Linked DNA regions of Mus musculus: region 1 is linked to region 2. Evidence: chromatin contacts called from public HiChIP or PLAC-seq data. All regions are on one chromosome and are shown on one strand. Each heading gives the region's core, a stretch centred on a gene start, on an enhancer-like site or on the middle of the called end of the contact. The rest is flanking DNA. Distances are from core to core; before and after follow the strand shown.

What was found. HiChIP or PLAC-seq counts read pairs in DNA pulled down with a chosen protein or histone mark.
Region 1: a contact with region 2 is called in an H3K27ac HiChIP or PLAC-seq map of embryonic stem cells, with 5 read pairs. The contact joins two enhancer-like sites. A contact is called at or near these places in 1 of 484 Hi-C or Micro-C datasets (bone marrow-derived macrophages), 2 of 115 datasets of contacts at active chromatin or transcription factors (embryonic basal ganglia and embryonic stem cells) and 2 of 9 other capture datasets (adipose tissue and liver).

The regions. Positions count from the first base shown.
Region 1 is chr12:100,136,198-100,139,805 of GRCm38.p6, reverse strand. It overlaps Nrde2 (nrde-2 necessary for RNA interference, domain containing), which reads left to right. Exons shown (of 14, transcript NM_001290303.1): 8 at 2,028-2,148. Among named protein-coding and RNA genes, the nearest start is that of Nrde2, 22 kb to the left of the region's middle. Within about 2 kb of position 2,120, at least 6 of the 459 cell types and tissues checked have an H3K27ac peak or open chromatin away from gene starts, as enhancers often do. A contact at or near this core is called in embryonic stem cells, where this site is marked.
Region 2 is chr12:99,922,575-99,926,200 of GRCm38.p6, reverse strand. All of the region lies in intron 13 of Tdp1 (tyrosyl-DNA phosphodiesterase 1), which reads right to left. Among named protein-coding and RNA genes, the nearest start is that of Tdp1, 40 kb to the right of the region's middle. Within about 2 kb of position 1,585, at least 64 of the 459 cell types and tissues checked have an H3K27ac peak or open chromatin away from gene starts, as enhancers often do. A contact at or near this core is called in embryonic stem cells, where this site is marked.

The sequences.
Region 1 (3,608 bases), core at 871-3,370, 210 kb before region 2:
GGCTGGGTTGTGTTGCTACCTCTCCATTGCCTACAATTGCTGCTTGATCTTATACGTGGACATTTTGGCAGCAGTCCTCACCAAGAAGGGGCTCATCTTTAAGGTGACAAGACATTTCCAGTCTCTGCCATTTGGTGACATGACACAGCATAAGAGCCACATGGCTGTAAAATAGCCACTTCTCTCTGTCCACTGAAAAAGCTTGGCTCTCTGCTTTGTGAAAGGGTCTGGGGGAAGGTAGCGAGAACATCTGAGCTCATGGTGAGCCCAAAGGAGAATCTTTGGGAACTTAAGGTCTCATGTGAACTGGCAGTGAAGACATTTTTATTATGATGCTACCTTTAGACAAAGTGGGATTAAAGAATTCAACCTGATAATACTGGCACAGCTAATTTTTAGTTAGCTTTTATAGAGAGCAATTTTAAAATGTGCTGTGATGTTTTAAGTCTACACTATGCTTCAGGAGTAACTTGGGAACTGTGGTGAGGGTCTGAATTCTTCTCTCACCCCTCTGCTGAGGCTCTTGATCAGTGGTGTGAACAGTGTGGTGGGCACAGCACTGCGCCTGATGGTGACGTTTCAAGGATTCCTGCTCTGCTCTGTTAGAGCCCCAAGCCATGGTATGGAGATGTTAAATCCCAGCTGCACAGCTCCCTAAGCGTCTGCAAGCCAGCATACAGAGAACTACCTGTCTAGCTGAGAGATACCTTCACCATAAACATGGGACAAAACAGGCAGAGGCTGCTACAAGGGTCTGTTTCAGGTTATAAACACATATCACACTCTTAAAAAGTCAGCCTTTGCTTGAGTGTAGTTTTTGTTTATTTTTGGCAGTACTGGGGTTTGAACCCAGGCCTTTTACACTTGGTAGGCATTGAGTTATTTGTTTAATTTAATTAATTTATTTATTTATCTATTTATTTTGTTTTTTTTTTGAGTCAGGGTTTGTGTAGCTCTGGCTGTCCTGGAACTCACTCTGTAGACCAGGCTGGCCTCGAACTCAGAAATCCACCTGCCTCTGCCTCCCGAGTGCTGGGATTAAAGGAGTGCTGGGATTAACCACCACCCGGCTATTTGTTTATTTTCAAGTCACTGTTTCAGAAGCCCATCTGTAGTCTTCCATCCCATTTCCCGCAGGTGACTGGCCCTCATATGCTCTCTGAGGCTATCTCGCCTGGCCCTGTGACTCTTGGAGGGATTCTTCCCCTCAGGACACGCCCTGCAACTGTCAGCCTGTGGTGTGCTCCCCAGAAACCTGCTCGCCCTCCAAAGGTTCCTTTAGAGTATCATTAGAGAAGATGGCTCCTGGAAATCCTGTTGCTAGTCGATAATCAGATCATAAGTCAGTCCCTGCCCAGTGCTATGTCTGCTCTGTTCCTGGGTATGACTGCCTGCCTGCAAGCTGCTTCCGTACACTGCTGCTCTCAAGTCCAGGCGACACCAGGGCCTGGCCTCCAGATGCACTTTGTGTGGCTTTGTCCCACAGCTACCCTCCTTCCACTCAGCTGTGCCAAAGGCATCTATTGAGTTCCTGCTGTGTGCTGAGCTAGATCTTAACATTAAGCAGTTACTTAAGATGCGATTGTCCCTCCAAGAGCTCAGTCTGTCCTGCTGAAAATTTGAATTCCCGTTCTCTCCAATGTCCTGAAAACAACATGACTTCAGGGGTCAGGTGGTGGGTCAGGCGGCATGAGTGGGGCTGGCAGTGGTTAGACCGCACCGGCAGGGTGAGGACTGGGAAGTGCTTTCCTACCCAGCTGCAGGCTCTTGTCACCAAATCTTGAGCAGCCTTTCTATATGCTGATCTAAGGAGTCACCATGTCCAGCTCACACTTTAGAGCTGTACACCAAGGCAGGGGTGGAGTGAGGGGGCCCATTTGGAGGCTGCCTGCCGAAATAACTCCTCTGTTTGCCATGTGTGCCTTTGAACATTGGTTGTATGGTATTTCAGGGATCCTGTGGTCCAGAGACGCACTTGGGAGCTTTGTTGTGGTTGGCCTAATTTCTGTCCTTTAAACCTGATCCAGGTGGAATTCTTTGAGCCCTTCTGGGACAGCGGAGAACCACGCGTTGGGGAGAAGGGAGCCCGAGGCTGGCGGGCGTGGATGCACCAACAGGAGCGAGGTGGCTGGGTGCTCATCACCCCAGGTAAGTGCTTCAGAGGGCAGGGGCGTGCCTTCTCTTCTGGGGCTGGGTTTTCCCACTTCAGGATTGTTTCTCATGCTTAGTGAGGCAGCTTAGGAGTGCTGCAAGAGTCAGAGGGTCAGGATTTAATCAGGCGCTGGACCGCCAAGCTCTGAGCTCCAACTCCCAGCATGCAGCATTCCAAGCACCTGAGGGTCTGAGGCCTCCAGAGGAAGAAGGGCTTTTCCTTCCTTCTTCCCTTCCCTTCCCTTCCTTCTCCCCTCCCCTCCCCTCCCCTCCCCTCCCCTCCCCTCCTCTTTCTTTCTTTCTTTCTTTCTTTCTTTCTTTCTTTCTTTCTTTCTTTCTTTCTTTCTTTCTTTCTTTCTAAGGGTTCACAGACTTTATTGGTTCAATAATAAACAGCAAAGAAAACGTTAACCATCACTCCGGGAGCGTCAGTGTAGACGTGAAAGCCACTCTTGGAGAGAAGGGCTTTTCCAAGTTGCTTCTCAAGTGGCTGGAGTGTCGCTAGTTCCTACTTCCCATCCTTCTGGGCGTAGATTTAAGGTAGTCTTTGGTCAATGTTCACACTAACAAATTTTGACAAATTTCTTGCCTCTTAAGGAACAAAGAGGCAACTAGCTTCACAGTTGTCATTCCAAAGTGCTTTCTAGGTTTATACCCGTAACAGAGCCAGCCAGTAGGAAAACAGGCAGACTTCTGGCTCCCAGTCTTTTAGCCACAGTTCCAGGAGCAAAAAGAGGGCAGGCCCCAGTGGAAAAGGTGCTTGGTCAGACGCCAGCCAGAGCTGGGCAAGACAGCATGCAGTGGGAACCTCGCTTTCCACTTAAATTGTTAGCACTTTGCTTTTTAGTTTCGAAGTACTTGTAGATGTGTATGTACCTGGAAAACAGGTATAGAGAGTGATAGTGCGTCCTGTCCAGAGTGGACTCAGATTTCACCAGTCTTTGTTCCTGTGTGTGTCTGTGTGTACATATGTGCATGTACATGTGTGTGTACACGTGTGTGTGTGTGTGTTTGTGTACGAGTGTGCATATATGGATGTGTCTGTGTGTGTACCAGACAGTTTCATCAGTTTTGGTGCTGCCGTGGACACGGGTGGGCCATGACTGAGCCCACTTTGTCTTCTCCCTCACAGTGATGACAGATCGATTTCATCACAGCAAGGCTTTGGGGGGTTTGTTTGTTTGTTTGTTTGCGTTGGGTTTTTTTGCCACTGTTTTTAGCCACAACCATCCTTCCTTTTTCATAGTTACTGAACACAGGGATCAGTTTTGCTATATAATATTATAAATGGAATCATCGTTTGTGTGTGCATGTGATAGATGCGTGTGTGTGTGTAGGTATGAATAGGTGGTGCATGTGTGAACATGTGTGGGAGCCTCTGTTGCTTCCCACCTTGTTTTAGAGACAAAGTTTGCCACGGGATTTAGAGCATCTCACTTTGTCTAGACTCACTGGCC
Region 2 (3,626 bases), core at 336-2,835:
TGGAGCTTTACAAAGAATAGTGCCAAGAATTATTGAGAGAGATTACTAGCTTGCTACGACATCCACTGAGACAGCTTGGGGAACAGCCTTCTCGGTTGGGGCTTATAACCAGCTCAGAGCCTGACAAAGTTTGAAATCACATCATATCAGCCTGCTACCACTCTGACCCTCAGTCCTAGGCTCCACACTCCACTGTCAGGCACGGTCCCATGTTTAGAAGTCTATATCCAAAGGGCTTCCTGCCTTCACGTTCTGTTCTCCTAGTCCATCCACAGATGGACTCCCGAAAAACAGTATAATGTAGATGAAACAAAGGGCTGATCCAAGATCCAGCTCAACCATCTAGGAGATGAGCAGACTTCCCTACACTTGTTTCTACATCCAGAGAGGTTAATAGAGGCCATGGAGATCTCAGGAAGCCAGCAGTGAAATGTACCACAAATATGGCAGTTACAATAGATCTGAATACTAGACACTCTCAGTAATATTAAGGAAGCCCTGTGGATCACCTGGCTCTCTTGTTTGAAAGCCTTAAGTGATCCCTAACCAGAAAGTCTAAAATCTGTTGCTTACCTCCAAAGCTGGTCCCAACAACTTTCTAGGTTCTTCCCCACTCCTTCCTATACGATGCTCTGTGCCAGCTCATTTCCTCCCCGCCTCCATGACTCAGGACCTTCCTCTACCTAAACCATCGCTGAAGCCTATTTCATTCATCAGAGTAACAAAAGACCCGAGACAACTGACTTACAGAGAGAAACACTATTTGGCTCCCACTTCGGGGGGTCTTACTCACCACTGCTGCCCGACAGGTTTTTTGTGTGTCGTGCCTCTGTTCATGTATTCAACAAGTTGTCTACTGGGTATGTGTTCTGTGCCAGGCTTTGTTGGGGTATGATGACAAGAACTTCAGAGCTCTCCTAAAAACACCTCTGCATGCTCATTCAGTGCCTATTTTCTAGTCACATCCTGGCAGCTGACATTTCTTGAGTATTTGAAATTCCCTGGCTTCTAAACACCCAGTCTGTTCATACCAAAGTCAGCCACATCATGCAAGAGCAAATGGCACCCCAGCCTGTCATCTGGTTCTCTTGTCCGACACTGTTAAGTGTCCTATGATTGGTCAGTCTTTTACTCATGTCTTCTGTCATTTGCGAGCACACTACTAGGGGTAGCATGCTGGTTGTATAGGCCTTGGGATGGGATATTGATGGCTGATCTGTGACTACTGATCACTTGATCAGGTGCTGTGTGTGTGTGTTCAGTGTGTGCTTATACTATGGCAGTTAGGTTTGTCCATGGGGTATGGACGGACAGCAGGGAGGAGGGTTAGTGGAGACAGAGCTCACTCTCACAGGGAAACACTGCATGCAGCTTCAGGAGAGGATGTGATGAGTAGTAAGATTTGGCCACGTGTGCCCCAAATGTCCATGAGCTAAAGATTTGGGAGGTGGCCTTGTCTGAGGTCTTTAGGTAATTGGATGCAGGCCCTTGAAGGAGATTCTGAGGCTCTAGTCTCTCTGCTTCCCGCTCTGCTTCCTGGATATGCAGGGCGTGGTTTCGCTGCTCTGCGTACTCACTATTCTGATGTGCTGTTTCCCTGCAGGCCCAGTGACTGCACGGCAGCCTCACTTGCTCGGCAGAGGCCATAAGCTACAGCTACGGCGGAAAACTTTGAGGGGGCGTGGTACTGGAGGTTAAACCGAGGGTCACACATATATAAGGCACTGAACTATATCCCCACCCTTCTTTTCATTTTTTAATTTTGAGACAGGGTTTCACTACATAGCCCAGATTGGCTATGAACCTGTAATCTTCCTGCCTTAGCCCTCCTAAGTAGCTGGGATTACAGACTTGTGTCTGGTTGGGCCAGAAACTAAAATCAAGCTGGGTGGGAAGCCAGGGCACACCTGGTAGTGGGCCTGGAGGGAGATCACTGAGCTCTCGCCCAGTAGCAGCAGGAACAGAAGGGAGGGGGGAGGCTGGGCAGCTGCCGCTTCACCAGGCAAGGGGTCTGTGAGCTCTTCCCAAAGCTTCAGCCCAGCAGTGCCGTTCTCAGAGCAGAGGTCAGTGGGATGACACTGACTAGTCTCCAAGCTCCTGGGGGTAAGGGCCACACCTGTCTTATTTATCATCCATAATCAAGGTTTAAGCACAAAATATCTATGATGGATGATCTGGGCCTGAATTTCAGGTCTCTCTTTCACACTGGATCATTTGGCACATAGTATACATATGCTGTATAAGGCACAGCTAATCTATACGGGCTTTCTCTGGAGGCCAGTCCTTGGTGGGGGACTACATACAGCATTCCATCTCGAGCCAGCGGTATACCTCATGACTAGGAGTGTCAGCACACAAAGGGCCTTCAGGCCCTAGGGGACAGCCTCAAACATTTTCTCACCAGGGATAATGTTTCTGGAGGCTGGCTCACACGGGCATAAACAAAGAAATGCTGTCTTTGCTCTGCTTGTACCAGAATGCAAGAAAGCGAAGGTGGTCTGTGGCCCTGAATCATCTCTAAAGTACAAAGAGAATCACTTGCAGACTGTAGGGCTGATAACATTATTCGTAACAAAGTATGTGAGGCATACCAAAGAATCCTGGTTATCTTGGGAGCACCAGGCAACCAAGTCTACTCAATAGCATCTACAAGTGTTCTTTTGTGTGATCCAATTTGATTTCCTCCCAAAACCACAGACAAAGGAAGGGACAAAAGCCCGGTGTCTCACACTCTAAGTATCAGACAGCAGGGAGGAGAAGAACAGAACAGCACTGCAGGCAAGGAGGATGCCTTTTGTGAGTCTCCGAAAAGCCAACAGCGATTTTGTAGTCAAGCACTTGTCTCGTTTTCTCCGAGTGGCAGCACCAACATTTCTGCTCAATCTCTATCAAACAGGGCCTGTCAGTTGCTAGGCAACCATAACAGTGCTCCAGCCAGTGTTAGTAACCACCTTATTTCTTGCCTCCCACAATGCATAGCTTCCATAATTGTTCTCATCAGGTTTGCCAGCTACACTAAGGCCCAATCTCCTTAGTCAAGGTTTCTTCCTAAAGCCCAGCCTCTTGCTTACTTGATGCTGCAGTGAAAATGTGGTGACTGTATTTGTCGTCATGTACTGGTAATTTCCGTTAACAACAGGATGCTCATCGCACAAGGGATGATTTCATGGTCGGATCAAAACAGATGGAAAGAAAATCTTATTAAGACCATAAAGAACCTGCCATAGAAGCAAACAGCCAGACAAAAGAGAAAATAGCCAGCTAGTGTCAAACTAGCTATAAACTAGACTGCCAGCTTTTAAGTTTCTGAAATACAGATACTTGGTCGAAAGCACTTGTCTTCTGTTTGTTTGATTGCTTGCTTGTTTGATATAGGTTTTCTCTGTGTAGCTCTGCATGTCCTGGCACTAGTTCTGTAGATCAGGCTGGACCTGAACTCAGAGATCTACTTGCCTCTGCCTCCTGATTAAAGGCGTGCAGAAAGTACTTGTCTTGAAGTTGGGTAATTCTTATCGATTATCAAATTAGCCTCAAACTGAGGTTTTTTTTTTTTTTTTTAATGTAGTTTTAGACAAGTCTTTAAAAATGATTTGTGTGTGTGTGTATGAGTGTATGTGTGTGTTTCC